7 separate regions of the Mus musculus genome follow, and all the other regions are linked to region 1. The links are chromatin contacts, called in public Hi-C and HiChIP or PLAC-seq maps. All regions are on one chromosome and are shown on one strand. The core of a region is the stretch at or near the end of the contact, and the rest is flanking DNA. Distances in the headings are between cores, read along the strand shown.

What was found. Hi-C and Micro-C count contacts between places; a contact is called where the count stands out from the background. HiChIP or PLAC-seq counts read pairs in DNA pulled down with a chosen protein or histone mark.
Region 2: a contact with region 1 is called in a Hi-C map of cortical neurons, with 2.9 times the contacts expected there. The contact joins the enhancer-like site here to the promoter of 6530411M01Rik in region 1. A contact is called at or near these places in 1 of 15 datasets of contacts at CTCF or cohesin (embryonic stem cells), 3 of 484 Hi-C or Micro-C datasets (cortical neurons and forebrain), 8 of 115 datasets of contacts at active chromatin or transcription factors (craniofacial prominence, embryonic forebrain, embryonic hindbrain and 5 more) and 1 of 9 other capture datasets (embryonic stem cells).
Region 3: an H3K27ac HiChIP or PLAC-seq map of embryonic stem cells shows a contact between it and region 1, with 6 times the contacts expected there. The contact joins the enhancer-like site here to the promoter of 6530411M01Rik in region 1. A contact is called at or near these places in 1 of 484 Hi-C or Micro-C datasets (cardiomyocytes) and 10 of 115 datasets of contacts at active chromatin or transcription factors (embryonic forebrain, embryonic hindbrain, embryonic midbrain and 3 more).
Region 4: a contact with region 1 is called in a Hi-C map of myocytes, with 7 times the contacts expected there. The contact joins the enhancer-like site here to the promoter of 6530411M01Rik in region 1. A contact is called at or near these places in 2 of 484 Hi-C or Micro-C datasets (cerebral cortex and myocytes), 6 of 115 datasets of contacts at active chromatin or transcription factors (VIP interneurons, differentiating embryonic stem cells, embryonic hindbrain and 3 more) and 1 of 9 other capture datasets (embryonic stem cells).
Region 5: a contact with region 1 is called in an H3K27ac HiChIP or PLAC-seq map of neural progenitor cells, with 16 times the contacts expected there. The contact joins the enhancer-like site here to the promoter of 6530411M01Rik in region 1. A contact is called at or near these places in 1 of 484 Hi-C or Micro-C datasets (cortical neurons) and 5 of 115 datasets of contacts at active chromatin or transcription factors (embryonic forebrain, embryonic midbrain, neural progenitor cells and 2 more).
Region 6: an H3K4me3 HiChIP or PLAC-seq map of forebrain shows a contact between it and region 1, with 5 times the contacts expected there. The contact joins the enhancer-like site here to the promoter of 6530411M01Rik in region 1. A contact is called at or near these places in 1 of 484 Hi-C or Micro-C datasets (cortical neurons) and 9 of 115 datasets of contacts at active chromatin or transcription factors (astrocytes, embryonic basal ganglia, embryonic forebrain and 5 more).
Region 7: a contact with region 1 is called in an H3K4me3 HiChIP or PLAC-seq map of neural tube, with 7 times the contacts expected there. The contact joins the enhancer-like site here to the promoter of 6530411M01Rik in region 1. A contact is called at or near these places in 2 of 15 datasets of contacts at CTCF or cohesin (embryonic stem cells and pro-B cells), 1 of 484 Hi-C or Micro-C datasets (embryonic stem cells), 5 of 115 datasets of contacts at active chromatin or transcription factors (SST interneurons, embryonic forebrain, embryonic stem cells and 2 more) and 1 of 9 other capture datasets (embryonic stem cells).

Annotation. Positions count from the first base shown.
Region 1 is chr17:9,166,240-9,170,140 of GRCm38.p6, reverse strand. 6530411M01Rik (RIKEN cDNA 6530411M01 gene) reads left to right here and starts at 2,119. Exons shown (of 3, transcript NR_027881.1): 1 at 2,119-2,854. It overlaps Gm52287 (a long non-coding RNA gene), which reads right to left. Exons shown (of 2, transcript XR_003952250.1): 2 at 266-3,901.
Region 2 is chr17:10,095,944-10,099,844 of GRCm38.p6, reverse strand. No RefSeq gene overlaps it. Among named protein-coding and RNA genes, the nearest start is that of Gm34972, 48 kb to the left of the region's middle. Within about 2 kb of position 1,909, at least 23 of the 459 cell types and tissues checked have an H3K27ac peak or open chromatin away from gene starts, as enhancers often do. A contact at or near this core is called in cortical neurons, where this site is marked.
Region 3 is chr17:10,078,367-10,082,267 of GRCm38.p6, reverse strand. No RefSeq gene overlaps it. Among named protein-coding and RNA genes, the nearest start is that of Gm34972, 66 kb to the left of the region's middle. Within about 2 kb of position 2,152, at least 50 of the 459 cell types and tissues checked have an H3K27ac peak or open chromatin away from gene starts, as enhancers often do. A contact at or near this core is called in embryonic stem cells, where this site is marked.
Region 4 is chr17:10,023,735-10,027,635 of GRCm38.p6, reverse strand. No RefSeq gene overlaps it. Among named protein-coding and RNA genes, the nearest start is that of Gm34799, 120 kb to the right of the region's middle. Within about 2 kb of position 2,130, at least 15 of the 459 cell types and tissues checked have an H3K27ac peak or open chromatin away from gene starts, as enhancers often do. A contact at or near this core is called in VIP interneurons and myocytes, where this site is marked.
Region 5 is chr17:9,999,284-10,003,184 of GRCm38.p6, reverse strand. No RefSeq gene overlaps it. Among named protein-coding and RNA genes, the nearest start is that of Gm34799, 94 kb to the right of the region's middle. Within about 2 kb of position 1,949, at least 39 of the 459 cell types and tissues checked have an H3K27ac peak or open chromatin away from gene starts, as enhancers often do. A contact at or near this core is called in cortical neurons and neural progenitor cells, where this site is marked.
Region 6 is chr17:9,977,158-9,981,058 of GRCm38.p6, reverse strand. No RefSeq gene overlaps it. Among named protein-coding and RNA genes, the nearest start is that of Gm34799, 72 kb to the right of the region's middle. Within about 2 kb of position 2,003, at least 5 of the 459 cell types and tissues checked have an H3K27ac peak or open chromatin away from gene starts, as enhancers often do. A contact at or near this core is called in forebrain, where this site is marked.
Region 7 is chr17:9,937,773-9,941,673 of GRCm38.p6, reverse strand. No RefSeq gene overlaps it. Among named protein-coding and RNA genes, the nearest start is that of Gm34799, 33 kb to the right of the region's middle. Within about 2 kb of position 1,928, at least 2 of the 459 cell types and tissues checked have an H3K27ac peak or open chromatin away from gene starts, as enhancers often do. A contact at or near this core is called in neural tube, where this site is marked.

The DNA of each region.
Region 1 (3,901 bases), core at 870-3,369:
TCGGTTACAGCCAGGCATAGGCACACTTTTAAAATAGTCTATATGTCAAGTCAAGGGAGTGAATGACAGAGGAAACCTGGTCCATGTGTGCATTGGCGCAGAGCTGTGCATCTGGCTTTAAACCCCTTGCTTTGCACTAGGATCTGTTTGTCCATTAAAGGGGGATGACGAGGCACACACACCCAGCATATTCCACAGCAGACCACACTGGTGAAATGCGTTCAACATCTATTTAGGACAAACTGCGCCTTCTTCCACCGGATGGTAGCGTCCAAGCAAATCTTATTTCAATTTCATGCAATTCATTAATGCCACAGCAAAAGGCCATTAAGTATTTCCAGGACTCTTTAGACTGTTATACTTGGTTGAAGATTAATCTAAATATGGAATCTAAATTTAAACACGCAGAAGCATGCCTATCTCGTCTTTCTCGGGCGTCAATTTCCACGATTCCATTGACAATACTGCGTTTTTAAAAATATCTGCTCTTTTTTGGTGTGTTTTCTGATGCAAGCTCTTCAGAAAGCAGGAAAAAAAATAATAACGTAGGATCAAAGAGTCTTAAAAACCGGTAATAGAAATTCCATAGTGACTCTGCAGCACCATCTAGTGTCTCGGGAGGTTATGACACTCTTTCTGGCAAGGCAGATCTTCATTGATGCTCCCGGAATGCTGATGAGAAAAATCCCACCACCCCTTTCCATCTCGTCAATTAAACCCTAATTTAATTAAACCTGTACAAGGCCAACTGCCATCAATTTGTTAAATCCTATAATTTCCCAAACTCCTCTACTTTGAAAAATCATTAAACCATTAAAATACAGCTGGGAAGACCTGGAGAATCTCTGACTGCGGTTTTAAGGACAAAGTGAAATTTGGCTCTGGGCACTATCTCTAATCATATTATGTTAGAGGGTATTTCAAAATAGTTCTGGGGGTAAATTTTTATTAAATATGGGGAGATTGTGAATGGTCAACCAAGCAAGAGTTGTTTGTTTGTTTGTTTGTTGTTAGACAGGGTCTCATTTTGTACCTGGCTGACCCAGAACTCATTATGCAAACCAGGCTGGCCTTGAGCTCACAGACATCTTCCTGTCTCTGTTTCCCAGATGATGAAATTAAAGGCTTATGCTTCCTCATGCTAGGAACTAGTTGCAAAAAAAACACTTTCAACCAACATATTGTGTTTTGGTTGTGGGGTAATATAGACTAAGAAGCTCAAAGACGGGGGAAACACACATACCCCCTATTTTGTTCTGTGATTTCCCCCACGCCTTTAAACTTTATTTTTCTTTTTTATGTAAGCAGGATGTCCCATTCAGAGAATGGTGACCTCTGAATTAATGTCATAGATTTGTAGTAAAAGGGATAGATGCTAGTCATGTATGATTATAAATCAAAGATGTTGTTCTGGGGTCAGTGACACAGAGGGCACATAGGACCACTCTGATGAGGGAACGGAGTTTCACTGTGGTGGGAGCCCAGAGCTCTGCTGCCATCTGCTGGTCCAGCATGCATGACACATGTGATCCATCTTTCCTTAGAACTAGTCTCATTTTAGGTCACAGCTCACCTTGGGCATACACGAACCTGTCAGCCCTCTCTTTGTATTCTGATTCATCTTAGCTGCAGGCATCCCACAAACTGGCAGACACGCAGAGAAACATTGAGAGCACAGGTGGAGGGCGGGACGGACCTAGTGCCCTATTTAAACTGATGGATACATTTAAATGAAATATACACGAGTTAGGGAAGGATGTACCGAGCGAACCCGTGGTAAATTTCAGATCATTATTTGATGCCGCTACTTCGCCGTTTGTCTTCTTTGCCCTCGCGCGGTAAACCAATGTGCCCTTTGCAGTTTGACATGAATATGGTTTATTTTAGCTAAAAATCCAAGCCGGCCCTAGTCACTCTCGCTGTGAGCATTTTCAGGCTCTCCTTGCAATCCCAAGAGTACAGAAAATAAATTTGACACAATGTTTCTTTTGTCTTCCCCCACCCCCCACGCCTCTGGCCAATTGATTCGGAGCTCTGTTTCTGTCTTGCCACTGCTGCCTCCAGGTCGAGCTGAGATTTCCGTAGCTTGTTAAGCTAATTTGGGTGCTGAGCAAGGACAAGTCCAGAAAGCAGATTCACAAAGCAGAGACTCACAGAAGCGGGGCTGTTGTGCTATGCTGTTTAGAAGCTGGCAAACGTGCCCTGGATCCTCCTCAAAACATCCGGCTGAGACAATGCAGTTTCGGGCTCACAGCATTGTTCCTGGAGAGACCTGAAGATCCCTGGAGGCTCCGGAAGCCATGCAAGGAGCGACCCCAGGGGAGCTGTGGTTCCCAGGCCTCAGAGGTGAAAGACAGTGGCTTGCAAATGCAGCGCCTCAGAGGTGAAAGAGACAGTGGCTTGCAAATGCAGCAACAGCATCCCATGAGTGCAGGGGAGCGCTCTGGGTGGAGCAGAACAGTAAAGTTCATAAATTCAGCACGTCAGAGCAGCCTGTCTCCCCTATTTACTCTGCAAGTCCGTGACATCGCGAGCGCTCGCTACTTTACTTTGTCTTAATGCTGGCGCGTTAACCTCTGAACGGTGACTTTCCAGCCACTAGCCTGGAGGCTGTAAGGTGCTTCTGTGCCTATTTTTAGCCTCTTTTCCGCGAAGAAAAGAGAAAATAATAATGTCTCGTTCCGGGGATCCTTCTCAAGCATGCACAGGATCCAGGAGGCAACAGTAACATCCCTAAGGAGCCAGTCTCAGAAGCAGGTGTGGGGCGCCCTCTCTCTGTTATCAGAGAGGGTGCCGGAAAGCAGCTGGGCCACAGCGGGGCACTGGGCAGGATCGCTACGAGGAATTCAATAAGGTTGGCTGCAGAGTTTCAGAGAGCAAAGTGGGGGAGGGGAACTCTGAGTGTGCTGTGCCTGTTCCCTTTGGGCTCCTCTGCCCACTGTGCTGTCTCAGAGGGACAAAATCAAGCACAAAAGAGCCCTAGAAATGTGTCATGTGGGCCACACCCCCAAACCCCCGACCCCGTTCATTTCTGAACAGAATTATCAGAGCAGATGACCTTTTTCTAAAATGGTGCTTCTGAAATGAGTCTATCCTTTGTTTTGTTATCAGAATCATACGATGTGAAATTAGAGAAATGTGTGAACGCAAAAGGATTCTAGATGAAACCCACCCAGAGCAGTATTTTCTGTATTTTGCATTTTTCACGTAAACTCCTTGATTATGTACATATACATGTATGAGGAATGTTGATGCATGGGCTGTGTCTATATTTTTTCATAAAGCATCTCACATATTACCTTTAAATGGCTGCCATTTCTTATGGAGTAGTGTGCATGTGTGAATGTGTATGTGTAGATAATATTTAGATATAAGGATAATAAGTTTATCTATATTTTAATATTGGTCTATATTCATATTTTTCTGGGCTCCGTTCTCAGCAGTAGAAATGATAGCACCTGTATTAATACCATAATGGTTAATATGTGTATGTGTATATGAATATATATACACATACTTACATGTGTGTATATATGTATATAGATGTGTGTGTTCTGTATGTGTGAGTGTGTTGTATATGTATAATCAAAATGCTTTCACAAAATGAATGGAGTAAGCATGGTGATACAAGCCTCGTGGTAATTCCAGGACTCACCCAGTTAAGAGAAGTGAATGCCTCACAGTTAAAGGTCAGCCTGGATGACCAGTAACTTTCAGGTTAGTCTGTTTTAAGATTTGAGACCATGTTTGAAAACCAAACAACACAGCAGCAAAAGATAAACAAATAATTTGACCGTCCCCAGACTATAAAACACTGACGCGCTGAACCGCTATTAATGTTCATTACATCTTTTAATCTTTGTAGATTTGATTTAGAAAAAAAAATAATTTATAGAGAAAA
Region 2 (3,901 bases), core at 660-3,159, 930 kb before region 1:
GAGTATGACACAAGAGCTTGTTTTTTTGCTCTCTGCTTGGAATAGGATATAATCAGAAAGTGGCCATCTGCATTCCAAAAAGCTAACTCTGATCAGACATCAATCTGTTAGTGACTTGATCTGTACCTTCCCAGCTTTAAAAACTTTGAGAAATGGATGCTATTCGTTTAAGCCACCCAGTCTATGACACTCCGGGTTAGAAGCCAGGCTGGCATATGCAGTTTTAGTAAAGTACCCCTCAAAGGTCAGAGCAGTGGTGTGTGTCTTTAACCCAGAACTCTGGAGGCAGAGGTAGGCAGATCTCAAGAAATAACCTCTCTAAAGCCTGTCCCACTGTAGGGGTAGAAGGAAGTCTAGGTTCACTGGATCCTGCCTTATATCTCTCCAAAGTCTCCCCATAAGCCTCAAGGGAAGAGCTGCCATGTGTCCGCCAATCTAACAAAGCAAACACACACACTTCAAAACTAAGAAACCTAGCTTCTTCCATGCCTTTGGTTTTGAAGAGACCGCCCATTACTTCTTATTAAGTCCTGCTGGGTGTGGTTGTTATGGGAGAGGATCACTCTGGTTAATTCTCCATGGTGTGCTTTTAATAATTTGGTGGCATTTGACTAACATGTAAAAAACATACCTGTCAGGTCAAAATTAAATTTTCAGTAAGTCTGTTTGTGATCACTTGACAAATATCAGGGCCACAGTTGTCCTGATGCCAGAAACTGTGATTAGCTCAAATTCTTGAGACCTATTTTAAGAAGAAACAACTCAGGCAGACGTGTCAAGGAATACCTGGAGAGGCACTCAATGGGAGTTTTAGTCACAGGGTCTCTTCTCCCAGTCATCCGTTGTCTGTGAGATCTCAGAGCCTTGGTCCAGTAGCCCATCCTTACAACGTGTTCCCCAGTCCCATGGCATCTACAGCACCTGCTTAATGCTGAGCCAGATGTTCAGGCCTGGGATGGGGTCTGACACTTAGATATTCATGGTCCTCCAGGTAAAGTCATACTGTGTTTAAAGACAAAGTGAGTTTCATCTGGTGTCGGGACAGGAGCTACAGTGAATACGACCCACCCTCCAAAGGCTCAAGCTTGGACTAGGTGCAGAGTGCAGCTGTAGAGGGCTTTCCTAGTATAGGTAAAGACCTGGCTTTATTCCCAGCACTGAAAAGGGGGTGGGGGAGCCCATTCCCAAAGGATATCTGTATCTTGGCAATGTTTTCTTTAGTCAGTCAAAAATACCTGGTTCCCATGGTGATGAGTAATTGGGATGTAAATCATGGATACGGATACAAATGAGACAGCCTCTCGGGAGTTTAATATTTGACTTGTATTGCTATGACAAGGATACTATAGCATTTCCCTAGTTCTGGATGTGGTTTAACCACATCCTTAATTCGATCCTCTCTCCCAACTGTAGAATCAGGGTACATCAGAAGCCACTCTTGAGATGAAATTTCAGCTTGGGCACATAAGCCATGCTGGGAATGAGTTTGTAAAAATACAAAAGCAGCTGTTTGAGATGCAGATGGTGATTTTACAAAGTGTCTACGGATGGCTGGAAGTGAGGAATGGGGGGAGACCATGCACTTTCTGTTGCCTCTGAAACAGGCCTGTGATGGGTGGCCCTCAGGCCAGGTAGGTCTTGATGCATTCAGGGCAGTTGTACCCATTGTCATGGATAGCCAGGAGGAATGCTTCACCCAAATCCAGAGACTGATGGACAGAAACTCATTACCAGGGAGGTTCTGAAAGAATTTATAGAATGTTTTCCCTGGCAAACAGACCAGAGCAGGCAGGAAAACAGTTTGCATCTGTCCAGGTCTTCAGGGACACTCATCTCAAGAAGAGCAGAAGAAACCAAATCCTAAAGTTGGTGGAAGACAAGGAGACAGCTTGTGACTGAGGGAAAACTAGTTATGTTTAGACTTGGCAAATGACTGGCACTATTTGTCAAACATATGGGACTTTAAACCACCAGGCTGTAATTGCAATTGGTGACATCATGGTTCTGTTTAAAAATTAAGCAAAAAATATTCTGCCTCAAGATTATGTGAACAAATTTCCCCAGCTTGGTGTTTCTTTGTAGCTTTTTCCTTTCTCACCTCTAAGGGGGTTTACAGAAGTGAGAGAGGAGGGCTGGGATGGAGCTCAGTTGGCAGAGTGCCTGCACAACTCCCCAGATTCATCCTCAGCAAAGCCAAATCCAGCCTGGTGGCACACACCTTTAATTCCAGCACGCAGGAAGCAGAGGCAGGAAGATCAGGGGTTCAAAGCCACCCCTAGCTACATAAGGATTTCAAGGTCAGTCTGGGTTGAAGATCTTGTCTAAAAAGCACTAAATAAACAAACTAAGAGGCCCTGGGATAGACCCTGAGACCCTGACAGTGAGAATTGTGTCAGAGACTTTAACCTTTTATATCAGTTGTAACAAGGGGCTGTGTCATGGTCTAAAAGACTTAGAAGGCCTTAAATGTGTCACCAGAGAAGGCTACCCAGGTAGGTCGATGTGTTCTGTGGTCAAGATGGATAGCCCTGACAGCCAGAGAGGTGACCTTTCTCAACTGCTGTGTGGCAAGCACTTCTGTGAGATGCTGTACAGATGTAATAAAAGCCTGTCATCTAGATGATTTCTGCAATTAAAGTTGGCTCAGACACAGAGGAAAATTGCCTTAGAAATGTAAGTGTCTGTTTTGTTCAACACAGCAGTGGAGAAGATCCTGTGTCGATGCCAGGTTGGCCGTCCTGGATTCAAGCAGGTGTTAGATGGGGATTCTGGTGGCTCTTCCTACATTCCTTGTAGCTCTGGTACTGGGTCTCAGAACATTTTCCACCTCACAACCTTTTCCCTCTAACATGGCCAGTTAGGACTTCAGGTATCTAATTCCTAGCTCCTACATTGAACCACGACATGTTGCCGAGCCAGTCAGTCCTCACTGTGGGCTGAGGGCTTACTGGACAGGAAATTGGGAAATTGGATTTATCATTCTTATTTGCTCTGATTTTCTATTTTTTCCCCATAGCTACAAAATGAGACAAATATTGAGCATGATTATGAAATACAAGGAAAAAAATCCTTGCTATTTAAGTACGGTGTTTGCTTTACTGGGTATCATGCTGAGATTCATTTTCTGAATCATATAAAGTTGGGAATAGTCTATAAGATTTTTATGCATCCTTCATTCTCTCCATTGATCTTAAAGGAAAGCCCTGCACCCTCCTTGCTAATTTGTCTCAAAATCAGTTTAATCAACGAATGGATCCTCATACCTAGGCCTCCTTTGGAACTGTAGTGAAGTGTGACAACCACTATTTTTAGATGTTGTTGGCTCTATCCCTGAATTCAAAGAGAGCAAAGTGCTTCTCGGGTGGTACCGGAGCTCTGGCCACCAATGCTACCCTTTGACCTAGCAGCAGAAGCAGAAGGGAAAGCCATGCAGACAGCCTGAGAATGTGTTCACTGAGAAGCAAGGTACACAGCTTCCATGCAAGGAGTTAGCCTGCCTAGAATGTCTACCCAACCTGCCTGGGACTCAGGCGGCTGTCCCAGAGGGATGCTCACCCACTCAGCCAGAGGGCCATGGATGTGGGATGCTGGGAAAACATGATCTCCACAGTTGCTTCAGTTGGTGTCATATGGGGAGACACTGAGCCAGTCCTGGTGATGATGGAATGAACAGACACCCTTTGGCTCCCCACACTGCCCTAGGCCTCCAGGACACACCGGGAAGACCAGCAGCTTGGAAAACTGCCTCCTTTGAAATGTTTAGCTAAACAGGAACCTGAAAAGAAAGCTGGACTGTTAGTAACATCCGGCCTTGCTCTGTCTTTTGTGTCTGGCTTCTCCCCAGCCCACACCCTTCACTAGAAGCCAACATCATCTCCTTCCTGTAGGAGCGGAAGCCAGG
Region 3 (3,901 bases), core at 903-3,402, 910 kb before region 1:
CAATAAAGCAAAGCATGGGAGCTCTCAGAAGTGCACATGGATCAGGTGAGCCCCTCTGCTGAAGTAGGGGCTCTGGGATCGGTCTGTCACACGCAGCGATACACACCGTTGCCATGACAAAGAGCTTCTTAGGTGGCAATGTCTGACCCCTCTGCCTTTGTGGCTTCTGCATCTTGTAGCATCTGGCAGGACCACTGTCAATAAAGACCTTATCAATAGTGAGGCGTCAATAGCCACCCATGAGTTTAACTGCAGGGACAAATATTTGTGAATACTGGCCGGCCACGTTCCCATGATCCCCGCCTCGGTCCCGTGAGACAGCTGGGGCTCTTCTCATTTGCAGATGGAGAAACTGAAGCACAGCGTGGTTCAGTGACTTGCCAGGCTGTGTGTAACTAGATCAATTCATTTATTCAACACATTTTAAACTTTATGAGGAAGGAGCTGCCGTGCTGGAAAGAGTTCGAGTCAAGCCTGATTAATTGATGGGCAGTAAACACAGGGCTTGCTTGGGCCTGGGTGCTTCTGCCGTTGAGCTGAACAAGGCCAGCCAAGGGACAGGCTAGGATCAATCTGAATTGGAACGCTGTGAGAATTTGGAATGCAGAACTAAAGTATGTGTGCATATCTGTGTATGTGCCTGCCTGTGTGCATACATATATGCATGTATCTGTACACACGAGCCTGTATATATGTGTATACTTAAATTCTTCTATGTATGCTAATATGCATACATGTTTATGTATATACATGAGTTCCTGTATATGTGTATACATATGTATTTACATGCATGTATGTGTGTATATATGTGTCCAGAGGTGCACACGTGTGAGTGATTGTGTGCTTAGACATATGTGTGAATGAATGACTATGAAGATACATGTGTGCTTGTGTATATATGAGAATTTATGAGTATATGAGTTAGCATGCATGTGTCTTCATGTGTATGTGTGTGCCTACTTATGTTTATGTATATACATGTGTGCCTGTGTGTATGCGTGTGTATGTATGCATGGATATGCTTCTTTCTCTGTATGTAAAGAGGCACATGAGTGTGGGGTGGGTATGTGGGAGCCGGGTGGGGATTCACAAGGTCATCTAACCACATCCTCTCACTGGTGAGTACCCTACAAGAACCCACAGCTTCCCGACTATCACTAAATCTCCTCAGACCTGCTCACTGGCTAGAATAAACAGAGCCCAGGAAGCACCATGACTGAGATGTTTGGCTTCTTCCTTTGACAGCCTGAACTTGAGAGACATGATGGGTAGCACTCTGGCTAGTTGAGAGCAAAGCAGACCAAGGAAAACAATTACTGAGGGTGGGCATCAAGCCCTGGAACCTCCTGGAAGGCCAAGACCTGCTACAAATGCAGTGCATACAGAGCGGGTGGGGGGGGGTCCTCAAAATCAAGTGATAATTTGGAGAAATTGATGCCACTAAGACTATGCTCTGTGCCATCATGGCGCCTGTCAGCAGTACTCAGAGTTATCGCTCTGCACTTTGCTAAGCATATGGAGGGAGCAGATCTTGGCTGGGCTCCAGACATCCAAAAGTTAAATTAATGGGTCCTGCCATGAGGGCTACTAATTAATGGGAGTGAGGGAATGTCCAGCACTGCGTTGTTCCTTCTTCGTTTTTCTTAGAGGGGTTTTCTTCCCAGACCCAACCAAAATGGCGCTGTGTTCAACCTAGTTCTTCGTCCTTTCCCTCTGGGGGTGGGGGACGGGGTGGGGGTGGGGACTGGGGACTGGCCCTAGCTTGCATCTGGTTTGTGGTTCCGGCCCATTGGGCTCATTCGTTTATTCAGCTGACACAGAGGGTGGGTGGCAACAGTGTAATTGCAGGAAAATAGTTGGCATCTTCTCCTGGAGGGTGTTGTGAACCGGTGGATCTTCACTCTGGCAGCAGTGTTTTGAGCTTTGGCTCTGGACTACTTCTGCTCATGCTGCACGCTCAGTCCTGATGAGAAGTTGCAGGGTCTACGCGCAGGCAGCTCACAGGGGTCATTCCAGGCTTCGTGTCCTCTCCCTGTAGACTCCGGGGTCAGCACAGCTCACTATGACAGGAACACTTGAGTGCCCGTGGACTGGAGAGCAGGAGGCTGAGCAAGCTGATGACTTGCTAGTAGTTGTATTTTAATCCTTCCTTGGCTTGCTTCCATTTGGGCAAACAGATGAGGTAATGTGGTTGAGGGAGGACACTTGTACTAGATAGTCTCAGCCTCTGACCTTGCTGTTAGGTCACCCACAAATGGCTGAGGTGCCTATTAACATATCAAAGCTGATGGAGGCCAGCTGTTCCCAAAACACTCAGTACCTGTGGCTCCTCCCACCACTTCTCACCCAGACCACACCCTCAAGCCTCTCCTTCCAAGGGACAGGGCTTCCGCTGCCCTTCCCCATATAACTCAGCCATTGAGGCCATGTCCATCTCTTGGCACCAGGACCTTCTTATGGTCAGCGCTTCTCTGCCTCCCCGGCTCCTTTCGGGGTAGGTTAGTCTGCGGGCCACATCCAGCCTAGGCTCTTTGCTCTTCAGGCTTTCTGACTTCCATCTACAGCAAAATTTCCTCCACACTTAAGGAGGTGGTCATGTCCTCCTTTTGTTTCACTTTTTCATCCATCTGCCTCAGCTACTCCCTCCACACATTTGGAAGACCTATATCCATCCAAACATTAACAAAAGAAACTACCCTATTTTAACAGCTGACCGAGAGGAATGTAAATGGGCCTGCCTATAGGTTGTGCTTGGTAACTGTGCTGGCTTTGTAAAGGAGAGTGTTTCTGAGAAAGGTGGGCTATCTGGTGCCAAATATTTCAAGATATCAAATGTCTATGCTGAACGGGGGGGTGGGGGGGGGAAGGAAAGGACATGACAGCTACTCGGTATGTAGATAAAAGGGAGCAGGGAGCACAGAGATATCTGGGAGAGTCCAGAGAGGACATCACTCTGATCCATGTGAAGAGTGGAGGCAGGGGACAGGGACCAGATGTAGCAGCTGGAAAAGTTACAGGGTCAGGTGGGGGTGGGGTGCATAAGAGGGCGCAAGGTAGGGACTGAAGGATGCTGGGAGATCCTGGCGGCCAGCTCAGCTTTGATATGTTAAATAGGAATCTCACATTTGTCCCAGGGTTTGAGAGTTAACACTAGCACTGGAGGATATCTGGCCAAATCAGAGAGATTCCCGGCAGGACTCTGATCTTCCCAGAAGAATTTGCATACAAAGCAGACAGACACAGAGTGGCACGAAATGAGCTGGTGTAGACACAGCCAGCCCTGGTTATATAGCACACAGCTCTAGAGCAGAGGCTATCCTGTTTCAAAATGGTCTAATTTTCTATTACAAAGCTCTTTAGGTACACTTTGAAAATTAACTATGTGATAAGAAGTTAGTCATTTGATAAAATTTGGAGACATTTTTCTTTGAAAATAAACAACAACAAAAAACTAACAAACCATCTGGTTTCATCTATTCAGAACTTCACTTAAAGACCCCGCCTTCCATTCTCATTGTTAATGGCTGTTTATCTTCTTTGCCTTTGACCTATGCGGTTCTCCCCAGGGTGAGGGGCAGAACTTGAGTTTAGAAAACATATCCTTTGCTGTTACACAAAGAGATTTACATTTCAATACTTTGTGGAAAATGGAGACTGAATGGCTGCTGGTGAAAAAATTGTGTTGGACCCGAGACTTAAGAGAGGATTTTTTTTTTTTTTTGTAGAACATGATTTTAATATTTTCAACTGTTGTTATTCAATAAACAGAATAGTTAAAGATATACTTCATTGTTATGTCTCACTTTTCATTTCTGATTTTATTAACTTGGATACTGTCTCTGTGCCCTCTGGTTAGTCTGGTTAAGGGTTTATCTATCTTGTTGATTTTCTCAAAGAACCG
Region 4 (3,901 bases), core at 881-3,380, 860 kb before region 1:
AGCTCAGTGTTGGGGACACTCTAACTGTATAATTGAATTTTGTCTCGTGGTAAGGATTGGATACAATGAAGATGATATATAAAACACCCAGAAAGTCACAAATACAAACCAAGAAAACATTTAGACTGGAAGGTTATAATATGTTTATGTCCTGGTGATACTATGATAGGGGTTGCTGTTAGGATGGGAGGACCGGAGGCTGGTCTTTTGGGGCAGGGGGTACCAGGTTCACTCCTCTGTTGTTCACAATAACTCAGGAACTGTGTGGAGTCATCACCACATGGGAGAAGCAGAGTAACATCTCAGGGAAGTTGACTGTTGAAGGCAAGATGTGTGGATCCACCCAGGGTTCCTGCTGTGCCTACCTTTGCTCACTGGTCCACCTGCCTCTATCAACTCTCATTGGGACACTTACTGATGTCACCACTGTCACAGCTTTAGATTTGGGTGGGATTGGGTGGTCAGTGAAAAGAGCATGAACTTGGCCAGCCTTCAGCCTTCCACTTGGTTCTGCTATGATCCCCAGGAGATGAACTTGGGTCAGAGTCATTTCAGTTTGTTATCTGTTGAAAGGAGGCACAAATGTGGACCCTGTGGAGCTGTGGCAACAAGCCAGTTCTTCTGTCCCTCAGTTACTGGTGGGCACTCTTTCCCTGCTCTCCTGTCTCATGTCCATAGCAGGTGGGTTTGAGCTAGGACATGTGGTAGCAAGTGTTTCCAGTTCAGTTGAAGGGAGAAGAGAATCCTGCATAGCAACAACTGGCCTGGGAGCACTTACTCACTCTCAGACTAAGGTCCTATGTCCATTCAACTGCAGTATGAACACTTTTCTTCTGATCACCACTGATGGCATTAGAAGTTCCTTGGGCCTCTCGACCCTCTTGTTCCCTCTTTTGGACATGTTGTGGTTGACTTTCTTTTGTTTTTCAGGACATGGGAGTGACTCAGTGCCTAGAAATTCCTTTTTTTTTTTTCATTCTTTTCCCAACATATTGTTTTTATTGATTAGATGGGAATTTCATATTATCTTCCCCTATCATACTCACTTCCCAGTCCTCCAAGGTCTGTCCTCCACCCTGTTAACTCCCTCACCAGAAGAAGAAGGAGGAGGAGGAAGAAGAGGAGGAGGAGAGAAGAAGAAGGTCATCCAATTTGTGTTACCCATATACTCACTGGAGCATGGTCAAGCTCCCAGTGGCCAGCCCCTTAAAGAAAGCTGAGTCCTTCCCCCACCCACTCCCCTATCAAAAGCCATCAATTTCAGAGATCTACACTTTGGTACTCTTATCACAATTTGTACTAGTTCTCTTCCATGGCTTCCTGTCTAGGCTGTTACTTTTGGGTGGTCCCCTTGTTATCAATGTAACCATTAGAGACCTTTAGAGAGCCAGTGGCAACAGTTGAAAGATAATACCTTTAAAGACTCTGAATAAAAACAACAACAACAACAACAACCCAGAATTTCTCTAGAGAAACATCAATTTATATCACTACATGGTTCTTGTGAAATTAAACTTGAGCCAGTGTCACCAGCTCAGAGGTTTCCCCAAGGAGCTCATTTTGCTGAACTGGCATTCTCTTCAGGAGAGATGCGGTCCCCTATTGGACCATTCCCCTCTTTGAAGGTCACCTATAATTACCAGGCCTCAAACAAACAAGAACCTCTCTCCCTTTGTGCTGAAGTAGCTGTTGATCCCAAACGCTTGTATGACATCCTATACATTGCTCTTTCCCATGTACAGAACTGGCCACCCTGTTCCTTTGTTTTTCAAAGAGGAGTATTTGCAATTTACAGTGTACTCAGCTGCTGTGTGGATACTGAGGTAGGAGAAAACCTGGCGCTTGCTGAACTCCTTTAGAACCTGAGAGAAACACCAACTTGGGCTAGCATGATGTTTTCCTATTGAATTTAACCTTTCTGCTTGGATGAGGAAGCAGTTTTGCAAAGTCTGTTCAGACTCGGGCTCTCTGCTCTCACAGCTATAGGGAGGCAGATAGCCTGGTGTGGATCTCTGTCTCATAGAAGGTTTTGTTTTTTTAATAGCACACATATGAGAATTACACCGAGGGCCTGTGGGGTTTTGGGTACGGACAGCTGCGAGGAAGCTGATATCCTCTGGGCCGAGACTCATGCAGGTCCTGGGCTGACAGCTGCCTGGTGCCTCTGTCTCTAACAGCACAGTGATTCCAGCCATCCTGGTCTTGTGCTCTGGAAAATGTGGGGCACACAGAACAAATACTTCTTTGGGGGAACAACTGCCTTGAAAGAATAGATGGTTCCACACCCCAGCTGTGAGGGCCATTTGTGTGAAAAGCTCCACACTAGGGTGAGGGGCAGAACAGCTGTTGCCACAGCTTAGATTTCCAACCAGAGCAAATTGTTGGCTCCATGGCGGAATCTGGTTATGTGGACATTTCAGCTGTTGACTTCCATAAGGAATGGCTTAGGATGCCAACTTCAGAGTCTCTCTTTCTCTGTCTCTCTGTCTCTCTCTCTCATGTGTGTGTGTACATGTGCAAATGCACCTGAGTGTGGAGGCTGGAGCATAGCATTGGTTGGTTTCTCAGTCGTTTTTTCTACCAGCTTATTGCTATGCTAAGACAGTGTTTCTCACTGAACCTGGAGTTGGATAGACTGGCCAGCAAGCTCCAGGATGCTGGTATCTCTTCTTTCCCAGTACTGAGGTTCTCCATGACCACCGTTAAGGTGTGTTCTCTTAGGTGGGTGCCAGGGATAGAACACAGCTCCTTATGCTTATGTGGCAAACGCTTTCCCAAGTGAGCCATCTGCACACTCCCCAGAGTCTCTTTTCAGTACGGATTATAAACACAGACCTTGTCGGTGACAATTTAGTCCCACCTGAGGTGCCAGGGTGCCATTTTCATATTGTTGCTAGTTCCAGAGTCCACAAGGTCAATGCCTCCAGTCTCCTGTGTCTAGCCAATTACTATCCCTGGGTGGGGATCCAATACTGAGCAGTGATAGTTTCTACATATGGGTTTTGTTAAAGGAAAGAATAATGATCTATATCAGAAACAGGTTCTTGAGGGGATGGAGTCAGGGCCTTGTTAGTTGCCTGGGCTGGTGCCTAGTTTGTGGGCTCAAGTGGTCCTCTTGTTCCAGTCTCTTCAGTAGCTGGGTTGGCAGGCATGCACCCAGACAGCTGTTTCTTAGAGATCAGTGTCAGATGTGAAGGTGACTTTGTGAAGTCAGATGAATAAAGAAGGCATTGTCTCCTCTGCTTTGAGAAACTGTGTAAGGATATGAAGAATAGGGTACATGAAAGCACACACACATGTATACACACACATGCATATATGCACATACAGATATCCAGACATATACATGAACACATATGCCCACAAACATATACACATGCACTTTTACATACACAGTCCATCCATGTGCATGAACACACATGTGCATACACAAACGCCCACATATACACATACATACACACACCATAGGCCCCAAATACTCCCTACATGTGCACATATACAAACACATGTATTCACACACAATGCACACATGCACATACACACGCACACACAAACATACACATGCACACAAGCATATATACATGTTCATATATACACATGCATATACACAAACACACACACACACAAGTACACAAACATACAGACTTTAATACAGGACACAATTCTTTGAGGGCATGGCCTTTGACTTATCCATGCAAGGCAACATTCATTGTGACTAAACGAAGAACACATTTAAGAGCCAGAGCTAAAAATGAAGAAAAGTGAAATGTTTAAGATAAAAGGGTAAATAAATTTAAACAAAAGTGGTCCAGAGGCCATGATTTTATATTGTGCTTTGGAGCAACATCATTAAACAAGGTGAGACTGGGTGTGCTTCAGTAGCAGTGTGTGAAGAAGTCAT
Region 5 (3,901 bases), core at 700-3,199, 830 kb before region 1:
GTTGGTTCTGCTTCTCTGGGGAATCCTGGCTAATGTACAATGCTTTTGTTATCAATGTTGACTGTATGACAGACAACTGTAGCCACATGTGTCTCTGGAACTCTTTCTCAAAGATTTCTTAGGAATGGAGTTCCCTCCCATGCGTCCTTGTGAGGGGCTGCCAGACTTCTCTTCATGTTAGGGAAATTGATTGCTGTGCAGTTAAGAAATTGTAATAACGCATGCAGGCTAGTGTGATATTTGCTGTGGCACTACTTGGATAGTTGGGTTGGCTAGGAATTCAGTGGGAAACTAGCTTCAGGAAAACATTTACTGTTGAGTAAATATTTCAAACACATTCTCCAGCACTTTGGAAACATCCACTTATTTTCATAGACATGTTGATTTCAAGGGCATCTGAGAATGTGACAACATTATATTACTTTTCTTTATTTTGTCTTTCGAAGAGAGGCCTGAACATGTACTGTTCCCTTGTTAGTCTGAACTGTGAAATTTCTCTTTCTCTGCTGAGCCATGTTCATGTGACATCTCACCATGGTTTTAGGGCTGATTTATTATATTTATGTCCTTCATGAGCATGGGTGTCACAGACACAGAGAGAAGGTGGGTTGCTGCCTTCTCTCTGCTAAAAGGAGTATTGCTATATACAGCATTCCCACAAGCTCATGAAGGTCTTTCTCCAAGCATAGGAAGAATGTGTGTGTTTGTGTGTCTGTATTGTATGTGTGGTATATGTGTGTGTCAGTGTGTAGTGCATGTTTGTGTGGTATCTGTGTGTGAGCATGATGTACATGTGTGTGATTAATGATGTGTATTGAGTGTACAGTATAGGCATATGTGTGTAGTGTATGTGTGTGTGTGTTGTGTTTGTGTTGGTACATGTGTATGTGTGTGTATTCCTGTGCTTTTGTGTTAGTATATGTATGGTGTGTGTGAGTATGAGTGTGAGTGTGAGTGGTATATGTGTGTGAGTGTGGTGTATATGTGTACATGTCTGAGAGTGTGTGTAATTGTGTAAATGTGTGAGATAGATGTATGCATGTATATGCATGTGAGGTTTCCTGAGCATGTGTGTACAGAGGCCAAGATTAATTTTGTCTCCCACTATTGCATCTCACTTTGTCTTGAGACAGGGTCCATTACTGGACCTCGAGCTCACATGTTCTGTTGACTGTCTGGCTAGAAAGCCCCAGGGGATCCACCCGTCTTTGCCTCATTCTTAGCCTCAGCACTGCTAAATCCCACACCTACGCCTATTCCCTGCTCTGGGGTTTTTTTGTTTTATATGGGTGCAGGGGATTTGAACTCAGGTCCCCAGGCTCTTACACCAGTCTTTTTTATCCACTAAGCTATCATCTAGCTCGATACTTTCTTTTCCACGTGAGCCCTGAGTTTGTCTTTTTCCAGGCCTCAGGGCATATCTATGACCTCTTTGTCAAAGGCCATAGCTGGCAAATCCTCAGTAGTGTTTACTAATTTCCTAACACATTCAGAAGTTTCTGGACAGACTCTGTAGGATTCATTAATTTGTCCAGAAACAAAGACCCCTATGCTCTGGGTATGAGCTAGGCAGCACTGAGAGAAATTGTAAGTCAACATAGATTTATAAGTAGGGCTGTAGGAGCCATTTCCTGTTGTCACATTTTAAAAGGAGCTCATTTAAAGTTCAGCTTATTATGGATTGAGAAGAGCTGGCAGAGCATTCAGGACAAATATTTTTGGGCTCAGAACATGCGTGAGGTCATTGTGCCCTCACACGATTCTTCTGTGGAGATGGATCCTGGTAATAGGAGCCGGGAAGCTGGAATCTGTTCCTGGAAGCGCCTCCGACTTGACTCATCCTTAATCCATTATCCAGGACATCTCTTCTTGGATCTCTGCATTGCTCTTTCCTCTGGAAGATGTGGCCACACACTCCAGCTCTGACCTTCAAGCATCCTTCAGTCTCCAGTAGCCTGGTGGCAACTTCCTGGAAGCCAGTGGAGGAAGCAAAACCAGACAGCCAAGGCGTGAGGGAGCTGGAGGGGTCACTCTCTTGGCAGCTTAGCTTAGGGTAACTGTAGAGTGGGGGATGGGGAGCTTGTTCACCTCTGCCTTGAAGGCTTGTATCGGAATGGGAAGCTCTGAAATGCTTCCTGAATTTAGTTCTGGGGGATATGCCAAGTGAGTAATTGCATGATTTTTTTAACAGCATAGAGACACTAAGGACAGATGCGTTCGAAAGCTTTTATATTCTGCAAGAGTAATAATTTGTTTTGACTTAAACGACATTAGACATGGGGAGAGGGGCTAGGGGATGATGCTAGGGGTAGGGAGTCACATAGGGCCTCTCTAGATGTGCCATCAGTGACAGAAATCTAACACATGTGCTCATCTTTCTGAGGCTGTCCAAATGGAGCATGGCCAGACTTCCCCCCCAAACCCCCGAAGTCCTGTTTGCTAGGGATGACTTTCTGTGCTCATGGTAGTTATGAGGGCCCTTCTGGAAACATCACTCCTGGTCTGACATGGGGAGGACGTGCACCTTTGTTCCATAATACATAATTAAAGACTCCGACAATGAGTGGCCTCCATACATAAACCAAGTTTCCCAGTAAAAACAAAAGATCTCTATGGAAGATTTTAGAACTCATTATCATTTCAAGGCACGGGATGGAGGTCGGCAAACGTCTGTTCCATGAAGTGAGCAATCTTATAACTCTTTAAAAAAAAAAAAAAAGAGGGAAACAGCTCATGGTTTCCAGATTGTCCTTCTGTTTAATCTGTTTGATTAAAATTTGAAGGAGAGAGAATTAATATCTGTTACCTTCCTTGTCTGATAAGGAATGGTGATTGAGCGGAAGTCAGGGATTGAATTGTTCTAAGGGTTCTGAAGGGAGGGTCTATCTCAGTCCATCCAATGCTCTGAACAACTGCTGTAGAGTGGGGGCTGGGGTGTAGAGGTCAAAATGACCACTTCCCAGTTAAAGCAGACCAGCATGTGAAGTCATCCAGATATCCCTGCCCTGCCCAATCGGCTCTCTGAGGCAGGAGGACCACAACAGTGAGTGTTCCAGACTACTCGTTCTCCCTTTCTTCCCTGGAGCCTGCCACAGCTTGACAATGTACTAAGTTGCAGGTTCTTTTTGATGAAGAGGTATAGAGGTTCCCTTACATGACGATAACCTGACACAGGAACTGAGGGATGGATAGTCCCAGCAGTTAACCTGACACGGGAACTTGGGGATGGATAGTCCCAGCAGTTAACCTGACACGGGAACTTGGGGATGGATAGTCCCAGCAGTCTGTGAGGCCACTTTTCTCTTGTCTTCAAGCTTAGACATTTAACAACAATGGCTAACTTGTGCTGATAGCCATATGTACAGAGAAGCTGGTATGGTACACATCTGCCAGGATGCATGGGGACTCAGAGCCAGATGGGTTGTATCCAAAGCCCAGCTCTATCACCTTGTTTACCATTAGTAACCTTAATCTCTTGCAGGCTTCATTCATAAAATGGAGACATAAGACAGTTCTAATGAAGTTGGTAGGATGCAATTCAACAATAAATGAAAATTGTTAGTTTACTCCCTGATACTAAGTTGTGTGTGTGTGTGTGTGTGTGTGTGTGTGTGTGTGTGTGTGTGTGTGTAAGCATGGGTGTGGAGGTCAAAGGTTGATGTCGGATGTCTTTCTCAACAGCTCTTTCTTGCATTTTAAGACAGGATCTCTCTGAACTTAAAGCTGAGATTGGCTAGGCTGGCCAGCCAGCTATCTCTGGGGGCCCTCCTGCCTCTGCTTCCCCAGCACAGGGTTAAAGAAATCATGAACTCTTCCAACTTTTACATGGGTACTGGGGACTCACAGTCTCATACCCTTAGGCTGTAGGGCAAACTTATGTGACTCTGCCCCTGTGCCAGCC
Region 6 (3,901 bases), core at 754-3,253, 810 kb before region 1:
AACATTTATTATATAGTATCTTGGGGATGGAGCCCAAGTCTAAGAAATTCATTTTTGTTTTATATCTTTTGTTTCATATTGTATATATGTGTACCTTATCTCTGTAGCCTGAAAGTAATTTTCATTATTTTTAATAACTTGGGGCATGAGACAGGATTTCATGCTATGGATTTTTTTTTTTTTTTTTTTTTTTTTACTTCTGCCACCAAAAGTTCGCTAGTTTGGAGCATTCTGGAATTTTGGATTCTAGATGTTCATCCTGCACTAGGATTCTCTGAGGCAGGTGCCTATCTGCTTATCAATTGGCTATGTTAGAGGCATTCTTTCCACATGCCATGAATGAACTCAGTGACAGAACTATGTCCCGGCCTAATCATAGATGTTCCGCCTTTTCTAGACCCAGCGTTCATATACCTCTTTCCTGCATCTCAAATATGTTTGCTGGACTGGGATATCAGTCACTTGAGTATTTGCTTAGAGTGTATGAAATTCCAGTTACATTTCCCAGCATGGCAAAAATCAGACCTGCTGGTGCCTGCCTGTGGTTACACACTTGGAAGGTAGAGGCAGGGGGACCAGATGTTCACGGTCATCCTTAGTTACATGGAGAGTTCCAGGCCAGACTGAGATGCATAAGACTCTATGTAGACAGACAGACAGACAGACAGACAGATACATGATTGATAGATAGATACATGATAGATGATAGATAGATGGTAGATAAATGGTAGATAGATGATAGATAGATAGATAGATGGTAGATAGATGATAGATTGTGGGTAGATGGTAAATGGATGGACAATAGATAGATAGATAGATAGATAGATAGATAGATAGATAGATAGATAATAGATAGATGATAGATGAGTCTTTTATCACCTGTCTATAAATTCTTACATGGCTTAGACTGTCACAAGAGTGAATGGGAAGAACCAGGAGCTAACCTGTGCTACAGAAACACTCTGCCTGGCGTGTGTCAGGTGAATGACAAGGCTGTTAACGAATGTGAGTCTCCTGGACATTAGCCCCAATTAGAGTCAATCCCGCTTCTCTTTCAGAGACACGATGAGGGACCTGCTCAGCGAGTGAAGTCGCTTGCTGAGTGAGTGTGACAACCTGGGTTCAATCCCTGGGGCTTGCAAGAGAGAAGCAGCTCTGGACAACTGTCCTCTGACCTCCTCCACATTGCCACATGTCTCCCCCACCAGTAACTAAATTAAAATGTAAGAATTGCCCATGCTGGCTAAATGTTGTGGGCATTCACACTGGCTCCCATGTGCTGTGACAGTGGGTCCCTCCAGATGGACCTTACAGAGAGACATCAAGTGTGGCTTTTTGTATAATGTCGGTTTTTGCTGAGATGTTTCAGAGACACGTGACTTAACAAATGGTAATAAGTTCCTGCCATCCACAGAGCGATGTTCAGCACCTCACTTCTCTTTAGCTGCAGAGAATTCCTGGCCAAATATGATAATTACTTAGTTCTGTGCTTTTAGCTCTGGGTAATTGTCTCTCACTAGAAGCTGAAGGGGCCCCTGCATTCATAGCTTCATCCCATGGCATTTGGGGTGGCTATAGAAAGAAAAGCAACTTCAGTGTAATTATGAGACAATAAATAAATAAACAATAAATAAAGCCAGATCTTGTCATGTGATTTCATTTATTAGGTTGATGTTTCTTTCTGGAGACGCTATAAGTAGAATCAGGTGCCGGGCTGTTACTGAAATGAGAAAATAACACCCCATGATCAATATTGGCAACAGGATCCTGAATGCAGGCAATAAATAAAGAAATAAAGACGGAGCCCTTTAAAGTACAGGTGACATTTTAGAGGGTGCTGCTGCACTTTGCTCTCTGGTAATTTGCTTTTTGTTTTTGTTTTTGTTTTTATTTTTGTTTTTGTTTTTGGTGGTGGCTGTGAGGTCTGATTTACCTCAGGGCTACTGTCTGTGCTGTTCTGTTATTGCTAATGTTATGCCGGGACGAGCAGAGCGTGAAAGGCCATCTTTGTTCTCAGGGACGCAATGATTTCTGTGTCCTTAAAGTGGAAGGAAACCAGCCGCCATTCCTGTTCTGTTTTCGAAGTGTTCAAATGATAAAATAAGCAATGCTGTGTGTTTTGTAGAGATGAAGGCCGGGCTGTGCTGCTGTCGCTCCTGTCCTCTGGTGGGGGTTGGCTCTCTGTAGAGACTTCACTTCCTCCCCGGTTTTGCTCCATTCGAGTCCTTTGTTGGGTGCCTATGACTGGAGTCCCTTTCTTCCCTGTTATCCTTCTCGGGCACACTGGGACACCCTGGTGAACCATGTGTCACTTCTGTTATGGTTTCCATGTCAGCAAAACAAGGCACCTTTGAAGGTCTGCACCCCAAGAGCCTATGTTAGTGGAACCCTTTGCAGTTTTTGAAGTGTGTGCTGTGCCTTATTCTGGTACCCCAGCTCCTGCTGCTGAATAGGCGGAGCTTGTAGCATCTCCATTTCTTCCTCCCCTCTCAAACGAAGCCTCACTATAGTATCATGGATATTTGGGTGTTTATCTCAAATCCTTTCCGAATGCCATAGCATCATTCATTGGGACAACCTTAATGAGGTGGCAATTAGTCATTCATTGGGACCTATTTAATGGGTGGGAAGAGGTGAAGAGAGAGGGGGAAAGAAATGTCAGACTCTGGGAGAGTCAGGAAGGCGGGGATACCTCAGGGATCCCTGAGAGAGCTTTTTGTCAACAAAATGGATCAGCCTTGCAAGCAGTAAAACTTTCAAATGACCTTCATGTCAAAATATTAGGCTGCTTTTTTTTTCTGCTGGATAGCAGTTTAATAAACATAAAAGGCACACATATCATTCAGAGTGGGGCAAAGTTTGCATCAAAAGTGTAGCTCTCCCCTTTTAAGGAAAGACTAATGTTTCTCCATGTGGTGGAGGAAATGACACTCCGCGTCAGGCTTGTGCGGCTGGAGAATAGGTATTTACGACGACTACAGGAGCTTTCTAGCCCTTTCTTCTAGCAAACACTAACCTGTGAATGTGGCCGAATCAGCAGCTGTAAGAGTGAGAGGTCCGGATCTTACATTCGGTACCGGCTGCTTTCCCGAAATTTGCAAGCAATTGGGGGCATTGATAAGAAATGCACAGGCAGAGGTGGAGGGTCTGTGAAGTTAACTTAGTGGGTAATGGGGGAAGGAGTCCTCAAAACTAAGGGCTCATGCATTTTTTTTCTTTGCTGAAATAATTTCTTCTCGAGGTTAAACTTCAGGGAGGAAGACAGGACAGATGTTTGAATTTAAATTGTCTAAAAGGCAGGAAATGTAAATAAATACGTCCCAAAGAATTCCTAGCTTCTCTTCTCTCTGAGTTTTCTTATCAGGGGAACACTGGCTCAGTGGCTAAGAACTGATAAAGCCAGGATCAGGTGTTGGCAGAAATGCAAAGTGGAAGAGCCAGTCTGGGGAACAGAGACAGAGCACTGACAAGTGAGAGACAGAAACCCAGAAGCAGATAACACAGGCCCCTGTAACTGCTCATTGGCTTCCACTGGTGCGGTGGTCACCAGGCAATAAAGATAGTGTACATTAAGAGTGTTTTGTCAAAACAAAAGCATGAGATGGACATCAAGTTTGGCAGTTGCTGCCATAATCAAAAGGTGACACTGCTTTGGCTTCATGGACAGAAGTCAGAATAAGCCTGCTTTGTGCTGTCTTTTTTTTTTTTTTTTCTCTTCTGGATCAAGATAAATTCTTCCCTGTGCCTGGGATTTCAACAAGCCCTGTGTACTGATATGTAAGGCTGACCCTCAGCCTCATAGCCTTCCTCTGCAGCCTGAAGCATCTCGTGATGACACATGTGTGTGACTGGGTTGGGTTTGCTCCTGCTGTCTACAAGTTCCTGAGTGATACTACTCCAT
Region 7 (3,901 bases), core at 679-3,178, 770 kb before region 1:
GCATTACTCTCTCTTCCTGCTGCCTGAAGATCCAGATGTAGACCTCTCATCTCTACTCTAGCACCATGGATGCCTCTATGCCGCCATGCTTCCTGCCGTGATGGTAATGCACTAAACCTCCAAATGTAAGCCAGCCCCATTAACCACTTTCCTTTAAAGGAGTTACTATAGTCATGGTGCCTCTTCACAGCAATAGACAGACACACAACAGACCACAGAGCTCTTTGCAGCAATGGACAAACACACAACAGATCATAGAGCTGTAGCCAACAGGCAGCAATGTAGTACTAAGGGAGAGGGGACACAGCAAAAGTCAGGAAACTACGGGTATTGTAAAAGCATTTAAAATGAGTAGCAAGCAGAAAATCTTGACACCAGGCAGAGGAGGAGACAAGCCTTGCACAGAGGATGCTGACAGGATTGAAGGCAGTCTCCTTGCTAGGAGAAAGCAGGCTGAAGATATCAGCCTGGCAACATTGCAGTACTGAGAGGAAACAGATAACTGCACACAAAGAGTTCTGTGCCGAGGAAAAGCGTCTCTCAAAGCAACACTTTTGTAGTGAGTCAAAAAAAAAAAATCAGTCAACAGTAGGCATGCATTGTAAGATATAGTGAGAAAACACCCGAAGCAAACTGTAAGTCTTCTTGAAGTAATTAAACATTCAAGAATCAACAATAGTGATGTCTTCTGGTTTATAAAGCGACGTACTGGTGAATTTCCAGAAACAGAGGTCCTAATTTCCATCGTTTGCCCATGTCCTTGGTGGAAATGCCCCCACCATGGCTGATTTCCATTGGCCCAACAAGAAGATTAAAGAGTCAAGTCCTTGACTTTTCATAGTTGGCAAAAATAAAAGTTGCAGAAGGAATTTACAGGGCAGCACATAGGATGAAGACTGAGCAGAGGGTGGAAGTGTGTAAAACTCTCCTGCTGAACTTGGGGCTGTGCAGTGTTGCATGGAGTCACACCGTGATTACACATGAAGCGCACCCTGTAGCCCTCACCAGACCACAGAGCTGTAGCCAACAGACAGCGGTGTAGCCTCATGGGGGAATCAGCCTGGCTGCTCTCAAATGATGGGCTTGACTTCTGCCACCCAGGAGCAGAAAAAAAACCCTGATGAGCTAAGAGATTAGATGTACAGGACAGGTGACCCCCTTGACAGCAAGGGAGATGTTCCCAGATCTCCAATGTGAGCCATTAAATTTATTCCAGCTGCATACATTCAACCTGAAGAAGTGTCAGACAAATAATATCAAGTCGGGGGAGGGGGGAGGAGGGGAAAGCAAGCTGTACTTGAACTTATAACATTATAATTCTGTGTCCAGCACATTGGGAAATTTTGAAAAGTTTTATGTCTTCTGAATGTACAGCACTCCTGGGTAGCTCTGCAAGTGAAATATAGATGGGAGTGCAAACCTCATGGTCAGAATGGGCCTTACCTCTAGAGGGGCAGAAGCAGAAGGCAGGGTTGGCTTTCACCTAAAATGTTTTCTAAAAGATTTATTTTTATTATTATTTTTTTAGCCCTGTGTAGCTGTGTGAGCACGTGAATGTGAGTACAAATGTCCTCAGAGGCTTCAGACTCCCCCTATAAGTGATGGGCACTTGTGAGCTGCCCAGTGCACATACAGGGAATTGAACGTGATCTTCTGTAACAAGCGTGTGTATTCTTAACCGCTGAGCCGTCCCTCTAGGCCCCTGAACTATTTTCTGGTCTAAAGAGAAATCTGAAGGAAACACAAGGAGGGGCAGATTTGACAGTGTTCACAGCGGGGTGTGATGGTGTTTGTTACAAACCATCTACAAACCATCAGTGAATTTTGTGCTCCACAGTAAAGATGTAGGCAGGGGCTCATCCATCATGGGCTTCAGAATGCCCGTGATTATATGATCGGAGCCTCAGGGCATGGTCATGATGACCTGCGCACAGCTGCGTGAGCATCTGGCAGAAGGTCAGTTAGTGAAATAGGTCAAATGTTTAATGGCATTTATGTTAGGAAGTCCAGTCACTTGCAGAGCGCCTTGCTGTAGGGAATGATGTTTCTTGAAGCTTTTGTTAACCTTTCAGTTCCTTTAATGCTTTCCTCATGATATTTAGGTATCTTTAGTAAGGTTTAAACAAAATTGTGCAGGTCCAGTCTCCCCTCAATCCCCTCCCTCCCCCTCTTCCTCTCCTTTACTTCTCATTCTTCCTATTCCTTCTTTATTACTGCTACTACTAGTAGTGTCATCGTTAGTAGTAGTATTATTACTTATTCATTTACATCTCACTCACTTCTCCCCTCCTGGTCGCCCCTTCCCACAATCCTTCCCTTATCTCCCCTCCTCTTCTCCTCTGAGCAGGTGGGGCCCCCTGGGAATCCCCCCACCCTGGCACATCAGGTCTCTGTGGGGCTTGGCACTTCCTCTCCCACTGAGGTTAGACAAGGCAGCCCAGCTAGAAGAACATATCACACAAATAGGCAAAAGCTTTTGGGACAGCCCCGACTCCAATTGTCCGGGACTCACATGAAGTTTGAGCTGTGCATCTGCTACACGTGTGTGGGCAGCCCTAGGTCCACCCTCTGTATCTTCCTTGGTTGGCGGTTCATTGTTGGAGAACCCCACCCTTGGGATTCTCATCCCCTTTTATCTTGTTTTGCAACCCAGTTTTACCTCTCTGCAGGTGAGGCTCACAGAGAAGCACCTTTCCCTGGGTTCCTCAGATCTGTAAGGTGGGAATAGGCTGTGGGCAAAAAGCACCTTCAATTTCTGTTTCCTGTGAGGTTGCTGCACATGGGTAATTATGAGCGTAATTATCAACACAGGTTCCCGGTGTCTCTCATGGAATTTGTTTCTGAACAAAAGTGACTCGTTTCTGATCTTAAGCTCTTAGCAGACATGAGGAAATGACTGTATTTTGCCATTAAAAACATGTCTGTGCTATCTAGCAGGTTGCTGTGAGGTGGTGGAAGGGCTTAGAGCTGAGAGAGGCTGCAGACATGGTGCCGGCCATTCCCTGTTCCGAATGTGTGCGCTGAGTCAATTAACCTCAGCTCCTAGTTGCCTCATTAGTGAACGGAGAGGGAGAGCCGGTCTGAGACTAGAGGATGCTGTGCGGTCACGTTGGATCTACAGTGTCTGTGCCCAGCTCTGTTTCACCAGCAGAGCTGTCACTCTCTAAATGAGTAGAGATATATCAACATACAGAAGTCACCAGATGCCACCATGGCGGGTGACATTCTGAGTCTCGCCATCTGAATGACGGCGCTGCATGATCCGGGGATAGAGTTTTATTGTTATGGCCATTGTTATGATGAAATTCTGCAGGGAGCCCTTACGGTCTCTAGTAATATTGGGTGATATTTTGACCAGAGCTATTTTCTACAGGTTCTATGTGGTACTATGAAAGGAAGGACGTGTTATGTGATTTTTAATGTTTCGGAGCTCAGGAGAAAGCGTATTCAGTATAAGCTATGGGCCTGAGGAATGGCACCACTGGAGGAGATTAAATGGCTCTAAGGTTATTACATTTTTTTTTTAATTTTGAAAGTTACTCTAAAATTAAAACTTGGGGTGGGGGAATGAGTAAATGTGACTTGAGTTACTGTTGCATCTTCCTTAGGGCCTCAACATCGGCGCCGTGAATGAGTTTAATAAATATATTCTCTCATTTTCTGCTAAAAATCAGATAAATGTGGGTCAGAGGTTAGCTTCCCACAACTCTCTTTAAAGGGGGCTTCCCAGCAGACAAGCCCCTCTGGAGACTGCAAACACCATGGAACAGGGGCTGTCCCTCAGCCAGCCCCATGAGCTCTTTCTCATTGCAGCCTGGCAGAAGGCCTGCCATGTGGGCTCCCTCAACCACTACTGCTCTGATGGTTCCATGATCTCGGTGGGCAGTTGTGATCACGAAGC